2 separate regions of the Mus musculus genome follow, and region 2 is linked to region 1. Evidence: chromatin contacts called from public Hi-C data. All regions are on one chromosome and are shown on one strand. The core of a region is the stretch at or near the end of the contact, and the rest is flanking DNA. Distances in the headings are between cores, read along the strand shown. Region 1 overlaps Kif11 (kinesin family member 11). Region 2 overlaps Ide (insulin degrading enzyme).

Region 1 (2,700 bases), core at 73-2,572:
TTTTTTTCCTGGACTCCTTATCCACCTGTGCATACATGTATACACATACGCATATGCACACAGAAAGAAAAAGGGAGAGGGGGGAGAGGGGAGGGAGGGAGGAAAGGGTAAAGGGGGGAAAAGGAGAGAGGGGAGAGGGGGGAAGAGAGACAGGGGGAGGGAAGGGAAGGGAAGGGAAGGGAAGGGAAGGGAAGGGAAGGGAAGGGAAGGGAAGGGAAGGGAAGGGAAGGGAAGGGAAGGGAAGGGAAGGGAAGGGAAGGGAAGGGAAGGGAAGGGAAGGGAAGGGAAGGGAAGGCTATATGGCTGGGCAGTGGAGGCACACGTTTTTAATCCCAGCACTTGGGAGGCAGAGGCAGGCCAGCCTGGTCTACAGAGTGAGTTCCAGAACAGCCAGGGCTACACAGAGAAACCCTGTCTCGGAAAAAAAAAAAAAGAACTGGTACCCTTGTTTGTGACAGGTCCTCGGGTAGCTTTAAATTCACTAAAAACCAAGGATGGCTTTGAACTCCTGATCCTTTGCCTCCTTTGCCATCTTTCTTTTCTCAAAAAAAAACCAAAAAGGTATCGCCAGTCTGCCTCCATCTTTCACAACTGCTGAAATGACAAACATGTGAACTACAATGGCTTAAGTATTCCAACTCTCAGCTACACCCAATGAGTAAAAACAGTTTCAAAATTTAGCCATATCCTCTTTCAAAAGAAACCAGTCTTTCTATGGGGGGGGGGAGGGACAATAGTCCTCTCTCCGTGTCTAGCAAAGCTCAAGCTGAAAGAACAAGCACAAGGTTTCTGACGGCTGATCACTGTAAAAACATTAAGAGATTTACTAACAATCAATCCTTGCAGAACACTTTTACTTTGTGCTGCTAACGATTGCTCTTCCAATATCATATCAGAAATCTGAGAAACACGAGCGGACACATTTTCTGGAATAGACACGAGAGATTCAAGTGCTGTCGTGGTAATGGTGTCTAATGCAGAGACACTAGAAGACATCAGGTTACCTACAAAAAAGAGAGAGAGAAAGAAAAGAGAGATGAACTTTGGCATAAATATATTTAAATGAAGTTAAGACCACTTTCAATATGTCAAAATTAGTCTATTGTAGAATCTACAATAACTGCATTAAAGAATTGTCATACAAGAAAAATTTTAAATATGAATGTTCTATAAACTTTTGCATATTAAAAAGCACATAATTTTAAAGTATACCTTAGAATAATTTTAAAATTAGAATATATTTTTCTTCATTTGAGATGATCCTTACTCCGGTCAACCATGTTTCAGCTTCCCAAGTGCTAAAATCAGAGGCATGAGTCACCAGATTTAAGCAGAATATTCTAAAATTAGTATCTAAAAGCTTATAGTAGACAGAAGTTTATTAAAAAGAGAGAACTATATTTATTGTGAAACATACTTACAACCCCAGCACTTTAAAGGTAGAGACAGAAGGATCAGGTTAAAACACACACAGTTCAAGGTAATTCAAGGTCACCCCAGCTGTGGGATGTAAAGCTGTTACATGAGACTTTATCTCAAAAGGAAGCATTCACACACACACACACACACACACACACACACACACACACACACACATACACATACACATACACACATGCACACACACACAGACACACACACACACACATACATACACATACACACACACATACACACACACACACACACACACACACACAAAAAGCACACACACACAAAAACACATATACACACACACTCTCTCTCTGATCAAACAGCTAATCTTTTTAAAATATTTATTACTTTATGTGATGGGTGTTGTGCCTACATGTATGTCTATGCACCACATGCGTGCCTTATGCCCTAGGAGGCCAGAAGAGGCTATCAGATCCCCTGGGCCTGGAGTTACAGATAGTTATGAGCCACCATAAGTGGGTGCTGGAAATCAAACCTGGGTCCCCTGGGAGAGCAGCCAGTGTTATTAACCTCTGAAGCCCCCAATGAGCAAATCTTTAAGTATATATTCCCACAAGAAAAAAAAAGTTGCAAGACAATTTATTCAAAGGAAATTTCTAGGGAGACTACTGGGTTAATGCTTGCCACAACATTTAATGACCAAGTTGAATCCCTGGGATCCACAAGGAAAGAAAAGAAAAGGTATTATCCTCTGGCCTCCACATGCATGTTATGCTGCACACTGTACATATATCAGCCACAATTTACAAAATAAAACTTTTTTTTTTTTTTAGGAAGGGATCCAAGAAATTAAATAGTAATACCTAGAAGAAATGAATTTGGCTCAGTTATAAAGGGAAATTTATTTCTAGTAATAACATGCTAATTTGATAAAGCTTCTAGAAAAGTCTAAAAAAAAATTAGAACCTCTAAAATTTATTACAAAGAAAGCAAAAACATTCATCTCTTGCCTAAACAGCTGACATGTTCAATGGGACAGACAGGTTCTAGTGACACTGCCACCTGAGTCGCTGGGTTTCTGTTTGTTTGATACATGTTAGTGCGCAGCTGCAAACCTCAGCACTCAGGCTGAGCCAGGAGGATCACAAATTAAAAGCCAGTCTGTGCTACACTGTGACTTTAAATTCAAATTCATCAACTTAGTGAGACCATCAAGATAGATAGATAATAAGATAGATAGAAAAGAAAGATAATGAGAAAAATTTAAAAATGAAAACTGTGAAATTGACATACATGAAACACATA
Region 2 (2,700 bases), core at 164-2,663, 99 kb after region 1:
GTAATACAGCCATGGACACAGGCCAGGTGTCCTCTCACCCAGCACAGCTGACACTGTCCATCTGGAGCGAGGATTTAGAGCATTTTATTTAGTGACGAAATGGGGAAAACGTTCAGATTAGTATGGATTATTATCAGACTATGTTAAGTGCTAAGTATTAAATGCCTTATCAATATAAAAGTATTAAATGCCTTACTTTTTGTTTAAAAAAATACATTAAGGGTCAAAGTTTAGAAATCTTTCCCAGTGAAAATAAGTTATGAGATCGTACAGAAATTAAATCTGTTTTATGTATCCAATCACAACAAATTATAGTCTATCTTGTGTTCAATTTCTTTGTTTGTTTGTAAGATCTATTTTGATTCAATTAATTGTGTCTTTGAGTGCTGTGTGCCCCATGTGTGGGATGCCCTTAGAAATCAGAGGGAATTAGGTTTCTTGGAGCTGGCATTACAGGTGGTTGTTAGTCACCCAGTGTGGGTGCTGGGAGCTGAGTTTAAGTCTCCTGGAAGAATTCCAAGTGCCCTTAGCCACTGGGCCATCTCTCCAGCCCAAGTTCTGTATTTTGAAGGGGGGGTGTGTCCTCATTTTATAGCCTCACTGGCCTATAAATTGCTACGTAAATCAGACTGGCTTCAAAGCTTCATGGCTCCTCCCATCTCTCCCTCCTAAGACTCAGAATTACAGTCTTTTAAGACTCTCATGGTCCAGGCTGGCCATGAGGATAAGCCTGGACTCCTGTGTCTCCTGCCTTCATCTTCAGGCACTGAGATCACAGGTGTGCCCGCCACGCCTGCCTCTGTCTTGTACCAGTATTGTAAGTCCATGGTTGTTGTCTAATCCTCAGTTACTCAATGCTGATTGTAATCCGGAAAATCTTACTCAAAAACTAGTTGTTAAAGAAGCTAAGATATATGGCCTAGTTACTTATATGCCTACAGCTGCAGATAATTCACTTAAATACTAAAGAATAAAAAAGTCAGGAACTTTGCTTTTTTGAATAATAAAGTTGACAATTAAATACTAATATAGCTGAAGCTGCTCATTCCTAGATGGAGAAGAGGTAGAGTTTGCGTGAATCAGATGCTGTAACTGATATAGCAGGAGGTGTGGGCTATGAGGCCAAACTCCCGAACTCCACTGCAGTTCTGTATATTGCAACACAGAAAATGGGGAAGTTAAAATATTTATTAAAAACAACAAAACCATAAAATACTTAGGCATTTAACTAAAAGTGAACAAGACCTCCACACAGAAACTACAAGACATCTGGGTATGGTGGCAAGTTTGAGATCAGCCTGGGATATATAGTGAATTTGAGGTCTATTTGAGCATGGGCTATATATATAGCAGGACCCCACAGTGTATCAGCAAGTAAGCATGCCTGCCGTGCACGCCTGGCGACCTGATTTGAACCCTAGAACCCACATTGCGGTGACTCTCCAAAGTTTCTCTCAGACCTTCCATACATGCACAATGTAACATGTACCCACATACATGACATGTTTCAAACACACGCACACCCTTGAGAAATCATGATTTAAATAGTAATCTTTGCTGCTTAAAGTCAGTCATTTTGGGGAGTGCGTGTGCCGGAGCCCATGCTTACGTGTGATTAAATTGCTGTTTCTAAATTTGCTATCTTGTGCAATTAGACTTTAAGACTCTCTTTTTCTGCTTACTGTCACTTTAAAGAAAAGTGTTTTTCCTATAGAGGCTTAGATCTGTGATTGCTGTCACTGTAACTGGGGCCGCTCACTAAGGAAGTGCAGAACAGCCTGTGGTAATCTTGCCAGCTGCCAGGCAAGAACTGTGTTGCTTAAAGGTACATGTAGTTTTTTTGTTTTTGTTTTTGTTTTTGTTTTTTAAGACAAGGTGTCTGTATGTAGCCCTGGCTGTCCTGGAACTCACTCTGTAGACCAGACTGGCCTCGAACTCAGAAATCCACCTGCCTCCGACTCCCAAGTGCCGGGATTAAAGGCGTGCGCCACCACTGCCCTGCTCACATTTTACTTTTTAAATCCCACTGAGACAAGTTTAATATTGCAACCAGGGAAGGAAAGGCTCAGAGTGAAAAGACCGGGAGAGGTTATTTAACTCGGCCCATCAGTGTGCTACTGTTATGCTGTACAACCTAAGGAGTTTCCATCCAAGGAGGGAGCTCTTTAACTCTAAGGTAGAGATGTTTCTTTTCAGTGCTGATACTGTTTGCTGGTCTGTGGGTGCGCCTGTTCTAGTTTATCCTCAGAACTCACTTTCTTATGCCCGACCAGTCAGTGTCTTTATCAAACTCTGTCAAGGTGCAGCAAGAGTGTCTTTGCTGGGTCCCTAGTATAAGTCATAAATAATTATATTAATTTGCGACTTGTTATTCATGATGAATCCACTCAGAGCCTGTTTTCTGGCTTAGTGGTTAAAGTGCTTGCTAGAACCATGTAAGTGACAGATGGCCTTGGAGGCCCACTTGCAATTCCAGTCTTGGAAGGAAGAGATGGAATCTCTAGGCAATCTCACTAGGGAGACTAACAGTATTGGCGAGCTCTGGGTTTGCTTGAGAGAGCCTGCCTTAGTGAGTAGAGTGGAAAAGTATTGAGGACAATTTACAGCATCACCTAGGACTACCACATGCACACATCACCACCTCCCCCTACACACACATACACTTGACACATGAAAATGGAAAGAGAATTGGAGATTCTG

The links. Hi-C and Micro-C count contacts between places; a contact is called where the count stands out from the background.
Region 2: a contact with region 1 is called in a Hi-C map of bone marrow-derived macrophages, with 1.7 times the contacts expected there. A contact is called at or near these places in 13 of 484 Hi-C or Micro-C datasets (B cells, bone marrow-derived macrophages, embryonic fibroblasts and 7 more), 2 of 130 datasets of targeted methods (both in embryonic stem cells) and 3 of 9 other capture datasets (adipose tissue, embryonic stem cells and pancreatic islet).

Annotation. Positions count from the first base shown.
Region 1 is chr19:37,405,298-37,407,997 of GRCm38.p6, reverse strand. It overlaps Kif11 (kinesin family member 11), which reads right to left. Exons shown (of 22, transcript NM_010615.2): 14 at 832-1,004. Among named protein-coding and RNA genes, the nearest start is that of Hhex, 28 kb to the left of the region's middle.
Region 2 is chr19:37,306,459-37,309,158 of GRCm38.p6, reverse strand. The region is part of intron 11 of Ide (insulin degrading enzyme); the gene reads left to right. Among named protein-coding and RNA genes, the nearest start is that of Ide, 27 kb to the left of the region's middle.